Regions from separate parts of the Rattus norvegicus genome. Here regions 2 and 3 are each linked to region 1. A link is a contact called in public Hi-C and HiChIP or PLAC-seq data. All regions are on one chromosome and are shown on one strand. Each heading gives the region's core, a stretch centred on a gene start, on an enhancer-like site or on the middle of the called end of the contact. The rest is flanking DNA. Distances are from core to core; before and after follow the strand shown. Region 1 holds the start of Lrrtm2 (leucine rich repeat transmembrane neuronal 2). Region 2 holds the start of Hspa9 (heat shock protein family A (Hsp70) member 9). Region 3 has its middle 25 kb from the start of Sil1.

Region 1 (3,078 bases), core at 376-2,875:
GGGAGCTTAAGATTTTGGAATCAAGACTATTTAACTTGTTGTTATCCATGAGAAGTATTTTAAGATTAGGCATGGTCTCGAACACTGTCAAGTCGATGGCTTTGATTTCATTTCCAGTTAGGTCTAGCTTTTCTAAAGTGCTCCAGGTCCACTCCATCCCACACGTCAAGTTGCTGATTTTGTTCCATTGTAAGAAGAGTGTGTGCAGACTGCTTAGCCGAAGGAAATGAGCAAAATTAATCTTTGTCAGCTGATTGTGCTCTAGATGAAGCTCCCTCAGTTTGATTAATCCTGCAAATCCATTGCGAGCCAAACTTCGCAAACGGTTTGTGCTCAAATCCAGAAACTCTAGACTACGACAGTCCCAGAACAGGCGAACTGGGATAGTCCGCAGGGAGTTGGAACGCAGATGCAAGGTCTGCAGCTTCCGAAGGCCATAGAAGAGCTCAGGGTGCAGAGATGACAGCTGATTAAAAGAGAGGTCCAAATTCTGCAGATTAATCAGTTGGGTAAAAGTTGTGTTTGGCAAGTAAAATATTTTGTTGGAACTTAAGATTAACTCCTTTAGTTTATATAGTCCTTGGAAAGCATCTTCTTTTACTGTTGAAATTTGATTGTGATCTAAGTGGAGCCAGGTGAGTTGACTGAAGCTGGCAAATTGATCTCTTTCAAGCGCTGTGATGTGATTGTGCCTCAGGGACAGGCCCAGAGAACCCTTGTCTGTGGCGTTTGGCACTGAGTGGAAGCCCTGAGAGTCGCAGTAGAATAGCAGCTTCTCACAGCGGCATTTAGGTGGACACGCCATACCCAGGGCAGGCAGCATTTTTAATACCACACTCATTGCATATATTGCTGCCAGCATAGGGGCCCCTAATGGCCACTTGAAATGTAAGCCTGCAGAATATAATTTAAGGAAAACAAGAAGATAGGATATGTTTCAGCAGAATACAGGCGCTGTTAAAAACAACATCATAATGAAAGATTTCACTGCATATAACATTTTTGATTTACTGCAGAAAATTAACCTTGTTTGTAGACTGAAACACAACTTAAACCATGTATAAGAGAGATTAAAACATGTCCCTTTAAAAAATGTTATATCCATTTACATAAATCTTAAAATCCCGAACCAAATGATTTGCATCATAAAACGGGAATTCACTGGCTTATATTTATAAAAGCGTGATTCCTCTTTGACTGAACAAGCCATAGAAATGCAGGGACTTACCCATTCTTCTGAGCACATTGGAGGCTGCATTCAGTCGAGGTTGTCAGGCTCCGCGCAGTGAGTCTGTAAAAGGCTTAACATGCAGGAGCCTTGACCAGTTTCCTGCTTTCTGCGTCCCGAGCGTTTCAAGTAAGATTCAAGTCTATTAGGGAGAATTGGCTTTTCCTTAGGATATTCCTCTGGAAAGCATTGGTGTCATTTTCTTCGTGCTCTGATCCCCTAATCAGCTTTGACTATAAGTTAATAATTTCCTCCCCCTGATTACCGCCGATCACCAGAGCTTCAGGCTTTCCTTCCCGCAGCTGTTAGTTCTCTCGGTCTTAACTTGTTGATGGCAGATGGGCGGCTTGTTGCAGAGAAGAGCTTCTGGAGCAGCATGAGTGCATTTACTGAAAAGCTTTCCGAGAAACGGCACAAGAATGGGTTTGCTTATGTGCTGCAACCACACAGAACTGTATATAGGCTGACGTCACCCAGTGACGTGTCTTTTGTTTGGGTTTTCCAGAAGCTTTACTGTTAAAAAGCACTGTGCTTTGTAACGGTGTCAGGGTCGTTACAAGACCCCCTGTTTACAATAAATTGAGAAAGAAGAACTCCTGATTTGAGAATTTGGTATTCCTTCAGTGTAGGAAGCAACAATGAGGTTGTAATAAATGCTGCATTCAAGAAGACCCGTCTGAACAGTGAGTTGGACTAGCAGAGTGATGATTTTTAATGCATGTGAGAGCTAGTGTTAGACTGCCGATTCTGCATAGAGACCATCTAAATGGGCACGATTGATTTATGAAGTGCTGATTTAATGCCAGCCTATGCAAGGTACGCCTCTGCTCTGGTGGTTTGGAAAGCTGCTCAATTGCCTTGTTGTCATGCTTGGTAAAAAGCAAAGTGTGACTGACTGTGTTGGTAAACTAAGTGGGTTTAGTTACTTTGTCATTAAGAACTTAACATTATAAAGCACAACAAAGAGGAATAGCTTCCAAAAGAAACAATTTTGGCTTTTTTCCCCCTCCATTGAGAATTTCAAGGGAATTCTAATCCTTTTCTGCTTATTATATAACAATGTTTTATTACCACACTGATTGGAAAACAGTGCTGAGTTGATCTTTGGATGTCCTACCAGAGGAGAGGAGCAGGCTCTGATTTTTATACACGTGACCCAGATGTTAACAGTGGAACAGAGACAATTTTGAACAAGTATTGCAGTGTGCCTGATTCTGACAGTTTTCAGGATTTCTACTTCAGCATCTCACCTATTCCTTAGCTTAAAGCCATAGTTACTGTTGAGATTTGGGTGTTGTAACATCAAAATAGCATTTGCATACCATCTCTTACTGGTACATTTATGAACTGACTTTGAATCTCATATCGGCTCTTGTTGAATTCTTCTCATGAATATGGAAAGACATTAATATTGGAGTCGGATTTTGTTTTGGTTGTTTTTGCTTGACAATTCTTGCTTCTCCCTGTTAGATAACTTCTCAGACATGAATGTTTATGGTTAGTGTTATATAAATGCAGAAGATGTGTCTAGCATGAATCAGGGCTTTATTTTCAAGCCAGGCTAAGGATCTGCCTTTTATAAACATACTTGTCTCGTGAACTGGCTGCATGAACTTATTTTCCCCATACTATTACCACTTACTGTCAGTGAGTCTGGTTTCAAATCTGAGAGCAGAACTCTGAAAGCTATTGAGGATATCTGTGAAACAGGCATATCACTGGCCTGTGATGATCTGAGGATTTCATTCCACTGGTGACTTCTAAGACATCATTATAGAAAGAAATACAATTTCTGCACTAGAATATGGCAACTCTGATAATGACTAGAAGTCTCTAAGGTCCTTTAGAGT
Region 2 (3,457 bases), core at 105-2,604, 270 kb before region 1:
TTATTTATCTTGTACCAGTATCTGCTGTGACAAACTGTGATGCTTAGAAGCAACTCTGGCCTTTACCAACAAGCCCCCCATAAATTGTCACTCAATTTAGGACAACCTGGAAGTGGGCAGAAGTGCCTTGCTCGAACACAAACTCCCGTGAGGGGAGGGGGGAGGGGGAGGGGGGAGGGAGGGAGAGAGACACTGAGACTGTGTGCGAGAACCACTTTTGCTGAACACCTGATTAAGGAGACACCAAAAATTTCAAAATTCAGTTGACTGGCCTAATGGCAAATGCCTTTATTCCTAAAACCTCAAAGCCAGAGACAGGCCTGGTCTAGAACAGCTAGGGCTACACAGTGAGACCCTGTCTCAAAATAAACTCACAACCCTGTACACCTCACTTCAATAACGTGTGCACTGCAAGTAGAGATTTAAAGTTCTCAGATACATTTCCACTGGCCTGGTCAAACAATTATTTTGGAGAGTTTCAGGTCTCAATCTCCAAAGACGTACTTTTTCTTATTTCAGATCAAAATCTTTTTTCTACTTGTTATTATAAATCACAAGTAAATCGAAGGAAAAAAACCTCTCTATCTTTGGAGCTGGGTGTGCTCGCCTTCAATCTCAGCCCTCGTGGGGAAGAGACAGGCGCGGGGATGTGGGGGTGTCTCTGTGAAGCCCACAAAGTTAATTCCCGGGCAGACAGGTCTACAAAGAAACCCTTTCTCAAAAATATAAAGTGAAAAGTCAAAGAATGGAGTTGGAATGTTGGAATTTAATTTTCAGTTCCTAATGTGGATACCCCCCACTTCTTCACAGCAGCGACATTCTTGAATATTTACAGCAGAGAAACTGTCCATCAACCCTCAACAGTCTAGCGTACATAGTTCTGCGTTTCCAGTAAACTATACCTACTGTCTAAGACCAAGCACATCCAATGTGCTACAGGTTAGAGGGCCACTACGTCGTGAATTATTGGGGTAAAGACTTCAGAACGCCAAGGATTGTGACTCAGCATAGCTCGAGGCTAAAGCCCTCAAAGAAGGCCAACAAAGACTATCGAAGGTCCGTTACCTTCCTACGCTCCGGATTTCTCCTAGAGTCTGACCCCGAAGGGCAAGGCCTGCCTTACTCGAGTCGGGGCCTGGAGCCCCTACCGGAAGGCATGGCAGCTCCTCACCTGGTGACGGGCGGCGGCGGGACTCCGGGACGCTGTGGTGCCCACGAGACGCGCGGCCGCGGCTCTGCTGGCGCTTATCATGGCGGCTGGACAGAGGGCTACGAGGGCAAGAACAAACACCCCACAGACCCGGAGCTGCGTGCACGGCGGTGGCTACGCTTCTGGAACCCTCCAACCACGTGGGGTGGGGGGGCGGGGGCTGGCCGCTGCAGCAATGAAGCCCGCTGTTCTGCTGAGGCACCTAGCGTAGTGCCTGACCAGAAACTTCCTGTTTGCTGCTCCCGGAATCGGCGCACGCCGCGAGCACGCTCCTCAGAATGATCGTTGAAAATTTCCGTTCTTTCATCACGGCTTCTGGGGCTGTGGGAACAGTGAGAAGGGAGCGGGAGAAGAGAGACGTACAGGCATTACTTCAGACAGCCCCGGTCCTTGAGGCAGGAAAGACTCAAGGTCACACGGGATAAATTACGAACCGATTACAGTCTCCTTGCGTCAGTTGCGCAGAAGGAGGGGCCTCCTGCGCCTGCGTCGTCGGCTCCGGATGAAGCCCTGTAGCGCATGTGTAAGGGGCGTGGAGGAAACGGGTTAGGACTTAACTGTAGCGTTTATTGGATACTCCAGTGCACGCGAATTTACTGGAGAGTACCGGGGGCGCGAGCTCGCGCGCTCACTGGTAGGCGCGTGGGAGTTTTTCCCGAGGCCGCTACTTGCAGCGGGCGCCATCTTGTCCTCAGGCGTTGATAAGGGGACCTTTGTTCTCACCGTTTATTCATAGCTTCAAGTATGCACACCTGTATATGCGCGGTCTTATGGGATCTGATGTCCTCTTCTGGTATGTCTGAAGACAGCTACAGTGTACTCACATGCACAAAATAAATAAATCTTAAAAAAAAAAAAGACTGTCTTGAGAAGGATGAGGGCTCTTACGTGAGCTCTTAAGGTTTGCTGGGCCAGAGGCGACTCTTTTTCAAACCTTGCACTTGCCAGGTGTTAGTTATACTGTGACTTTTTTTTTTTTTTTTAAGACAAGGTTTCAGACGGGGTGTAAATGGCTGGGCATGGGGAGAGTCTCTCTATATGGCCCTGGCTGTCACAGAACTAGCTATATAGACCGGGCTGGCCTTGATCCCCCGCCAGTCTATCCCCGGAGTGCTGGAATTAAAGGCTGCACCACCCCACCCAACCCCAGTGTTTTACTAGCCTTAGCTATGTGGTGGTTTTGTAGCTTTTGTTGTCCTCAAACTCAAGGCTGACCCTTTCGAATGCCTGGATTACAGATGTGAGGTGTGTCTGTCCAGAGACTTTCAGGGACAAAACCTGAACAAATGTTGTGTCAAGTTTTTCTCGATGGTGGTAAAAACAGTTCAGTGATTCAAAGACAGTGAAATAGAACTTGGTTTTGGAGGTAAGCAGTTTGATATAAATAGAAAATAGTTGGGTAGGAAGTGGTTGTACAGTTCTGTGATTCCAGCGGCCATCTTTGATTTCATCACTCGTTCCAGGCCAATGGGCTACATGAGACTATCTCAAAGAAAAAGAAGTGAAAGTAGTCATCACTGTAACAAGTAATGAAGAAAGTGGTGAAATTAGGAGATAAAATACAGTTTACATTATGAAAAGAAGGGAAGGAAAGATAGCTGGGAATGGTGCTGTAAGCCTCCAGCACTTGGGAGGAAGTAGAATCAGAAATACAAGGTCACCTTTGGTGATATAATTAGTTGGAAAGCAGCTTGATGACACTAAGAGACGGTGAACCTGTTTCAAAAAGGGTTAATAAAATTAAGTTAGGACAGACATTACAATTACATACATTTTTAAAAATGTCCTTGTGTGGGGTTGGGGATTTAGCTCAGTGGTAGAGCTAAAGGCCCTGGGTTCGGTTCCCAGCTCCGAAAAAAAAAAATGTCCTCGTGTGATAAATGCTTGTGTTCTATCAGACATGTGGAGGGTCTGATTTTAACATAGCTACATAGTAAGACTGTCTCAAAAAGTAAAAGGACTAGAATTGTATCTGAGTTGTTAAGTGTGCTAGCCTAGAAGGTACTAGGCCATGAGTCCATACTCATCATCCCTTAAATCAGGTTTAGTGGCACAAACTTCATCCCAGCTTTCAGGAGGAACATTTTAAGTTCTAGACCAGCCTGGGCTATATTACCAGTAACAGGCTACATAGGAGTCTCAAATCAAAAAGGAACCTCTCGCCTCTCTTCATCAAATTACACTTGTCATTATATCCTTACTGATCTAGCACTTGAAGAAATTACCTAAGAAACTACATTGCCAAGG
Region 3 (3,412 bases), core at 65-2,564, 310 kb after region 1:
GGGCTTCGTGCACGCTATGCAAGCACTCTACCAACAGCAATATCCCAGGCCCCAGCATTCTTACGACAATAAAAATGTGGGTACTTTGCTCCAAACTTCATCTCTGCCACCTGTTGACTCCGTGTCTTAGGAACTTATGGGCCCTAGTTTTCTTATTTGTGAAATGAGCATTAGGTCATTACAAGTATGAAGTTCATTACAAATATGGGTAAAGAACGTAGCCTGTAGCAAGTATTTAGCAAATGCAAAACATAAAGAAGAGTTAGAAAACAGCAGTTAAAGAAGAGAACTGAGGGGCTGGAGAGATGGCTCAGTGGTTAAGAGCCCCGACTGCTCTTCCAGAGGTCCTGAGTTCAATTCCCAGCAACCACATGGTGGCTCACAACCATCTATAAAGAAATCTGATGCCCTCTTCTGGTGTATCTGAAGACAGCTACAGTATACTTATATATAATAAATGAATAAATCTTTAAAAAAAAAAAAAAGAAGAGAACTGAGTCAGGTGGAGGTGACTCACACCTTTAATCCCTCCCAGCACTCCTCCCAGCACTCCTCCCAGCACTCAGGGGGCAGAGGCAGGTGAATCTCTAAGTTTGAGGCTAGCCTGGTCTACAGAGTGAGTTCCGGGATAGCTAGGGCTACATAGAGAAACCCTGTCTTGGAAAAAGAGGGAGGAAGAAGAGGAGGAAGAGGAGGAGGAGGAGGAAGAGGAAGAGGCAAGTTGAAAGAAGAACCAAGTGTTTGATGACAGCCTGGGCTAAATAACAAAGCACCAAAAGGCACCCTCTTGATAGTGTGGTGATAGCATAACCCTGCTTGGCCACATAGAAAGTTTGAAGTCTGGGCTTTAGGAGACACTGTCTAAGAAAGAGGAAAGGGAGAAGGAGGGGAGAGAAAAGGAAATGGGAGAGAGGGAGGGAGGGAAGGAAGAAGGGAAGGTGTGTTGGGTGGGACAGAGAGAGACAGAGAGACACTAACTCAATTTACCACAACTGTACAGAAGGATCAAGCATTCATAGGGGGAAAAATCCTCCCAAATGAGCCAATAGACTCAACAAAATCATGGATAAGATGTTCAGAGTCAAAGAAAAAGACTATAAGTGGAAGGAGACTTTGAGTGGCTAGATGGACAGGGAGGTGTGGACTCTGGCCCCCTCCCCTACCGTAGATGATTAAAAGGATATGAAGCTCCCTCATCTGGAGAAAACTGGGCAAACAGGGGCAGAAGTCTGAAAGAGCAGCTGTAGGAGGGTACCGCCTGTCCTCTGTGGACTCTGAGCTGTCACTCACAGTGACAGGCAGGACCTGTTCCTGGTGCACAGTAAGGAAACTGAGCCTTGGAAGCTCCTCCTTGCTCCCCTCAGGCCCGCCCAGCCCACCGGTTGCCCCTGAGCTCTTGATCTCCCTCCCACCAGACCTCTTTTGGGGAACAGAACCCGTTGCTCTGGGGGCAGAGCATGCCGCCTTCATCACTCCTCCCTCTAGTGACTCATTCCCAAGACTGGGGGTGGCAGGAAGTGCCAGGGCCAGAGAACTGCAGCCCCATCCGGCTGGCAGCTTAGAGACATCCTATACTCTTCCCTCCTCCCTCCCCCGCCACCTCCCTCACTTCCAGCTCTGACTCTTGACATTTCTAAGTAAGAGACACCCACCTCCCCCAAAAACTCTTCTTGCCTTTCTATTGCCTCCTCCAGAACTTCAAGTGCATCCCCCAAAGGACTGCTGGGTTGAAACAGCCTCATCCCAAGAGAACCAGGCACAACTCAGACCTACAGCCCTTTTCTGGGGAAGGGCGCGAGGTCTTGAAGGGGATGGCTCCTGATCTAGAAAGCACTCTGGCACTTCAAACGACAAAGTTATTTTCCTACATGCTCAGCTCTTCACATGCCCTGTCTCATTTATCCTCGCATCAACCCTAGGAAGCAGACACTGTTTCGCTGGAGAGCTGCAAATGAGAACTAACTTCAGGAGGTAAAGCTGGGGCTCAAACCCACACCTTTCCTCCGACACGTAAATAACAAGGCTCTCCTACCAGCCTTGTTACAGGACAATGTAAGCCCTTTGGAGAACAACCTTTGAGCAATTGTGGGTAGCCTGTGTCATCCTCAGGCTTCAGTGCTGCTGCTCCGGGACTGCGGGGAAGGGGTTCCGACTAACTGCTCCCCTGCTTCAGACAGACCCATCCCACCCTCCACTCCAGTGAGCTGGAAATGGTAAGAGCTGCTCAGAGAATTTCCAGCCCCCTTAATCTTCCTATTAAACCTACAGGACAAGCAAACATCTGGGGTGCTTAGGGACTACCTACCTAAAAATAGGACAGAGAGGAGAGAGCCTTGCTTATAGATAAAGACAGCAAAAGGAAGCTACAGACACACAAGCCTAGGGTTAGCTCTGGGTTGGAGACAGAGCTGACATCTGTCAAACCAGGAGCACAGAGATGGCTCACATGACAGCAGAAATAATAATACCCTTGATTTATGTAGATAATTTTTCAGGCACTCCACAAACATTCGGTCCTCTAGATGACCTCCTAGGACCCAGGAAAGCAGAAAGCATCTTTTATTAGCTGCCACGACCTGCCAAAATGTACCCTAAGAGCAGGCAAGGTAATGAGCGAGTTAAGCAGATTGATAGTTTTTACAGCGGCTCTGTCTTCAGGCTCCTTAGATGCCTTATTTCCATTGGATTGCCGCATTTACATAACAGTGCAGGGCGAGAGACCCTGATAAATCTTCCCTGCATGGGGATAAATACAGTGGAAATGTACTTTTGTTGACAGCAATTTGTTTTACTACACCACTGCCCTTCAATTTGGGAGAAAAGAGCAAGGCTATTGCTTTATGAAGGGAGGGAAGGAAGGAGGAGAAGAGGAGGGACTACGGATGAGAGAGCCAGAACCAGAAGAATGAATAGAGGGGAAGATGCTGAGGGAAAGAAGGCGGTAGGCAAGACAGACAGAAGCAGTCGATAGAAGAAGGCCCACTGTCTCCACAGCCCAGACTCAGCAGCAGACACGGGATAGGAGCGCAGAAGCCAGGCTAGCTGCTAGGGAGAGTGAGAAAGATCCCAGGTCATTTTTGTGTTGCTGTTTGTTTTTTTTTAAGACAGCCTCACATGCCAGGCCAGACTGGGATTCCTTAGATAGCTGAGATGAACTCAAACCGCGGGCCCCGGGGCTGAAATGCCGGGACTAAGGGTATGTGCCCCCATGCCCAGCTAAATTCCCAGGTCTTCAGAGGCTGCGCCAGACTCCCATTTTTGTCCTTAGTTAGGAGAGGGTAGAGAAATAAGGAGGGCCACAAGGTTCCTTTTGAGCTCACTTTTGATGAAGTTTCAAAGTCTTCTAAGGCTTGTATCCCATGACACCCCATAACCCTCCCTCTCCCCACAAGCCTTTATTCAGAGAATAAGT

The links. A called contact is a pair of places that touch in the nucleus more often than the background predicts. HiChIP or PLAC-seq counts read pairs in DNA pulled down with a chosen protein or histone mark.
Region 2: an H3K27ac HiChIP or PLAC-seq map of oligodendrocytes shows a contact between it and region 1, with 4 times the contacts expected there. The contact joins the promoter of Hspa9 here to the promoter of Lrrtm2 in region 1. A contact is called at or near these places in 1 of 12 Hi-C or Micro-C datasets (frontal cortex) and 1 of 1 datasets of contacts at active chromatin or transcription factors (oligodendrocytes).
Region 3: a Hi-C map of frontal cortex shows a contact between it and region 1, with 2.5 times the contacts expected there. The contact joins the enhancer-like site here to the promoter of Lrrtm2 in region 1. A contact is called at or near these places in 1 of 12 Hi-C or Micro-C datasets (frontal cortex) and 1 of 1 datasets of contacts at active chromatin or transcription factors (oligodendrocytes).

The regions. Positions count from the first base shown.
Region 1 is chr18:27,095,342-27,098,419 of GRCr8, forward strand. It overlaps Lrrtm2 (leucine rich repeat transmembrane neuronal 2), which reads right to left and starts at 1,626. Exons shown (of 2, transcript NM_001109469.1): 1 at 1,229-1,626; 2 at 1-894. The coding sequence starts at 1,232. The region is part of intron 7 of Ctnna1 (catenin alpha 1); the gene reads left to right.
Region 2 is chr18:26,827,044-26,830,500 of GRCr8, forward strand. Hspa9 (heat shock protein family A (Hsp70) member 9) reads right to left here and starts at 1,355. Exons shown (of 17, transcript NM_001100658.2): 1 at 1,172-1,355. The coding sequence starts at 1,252.
Region 3 is chr18:27,401,582-27,404,993 of GRCr8, forward strand. No RefSeq gene overlaps it. Among named protein-coding and RNA genes, the nearest start is that of Sil1, 25 kb to the left of the region's middle. Within about 2 kb of position 1,315, at least 5 of the 93 cell types and tissues checked have an H3K27ac peak or open chromatin away from gene starts, as enhancers often do.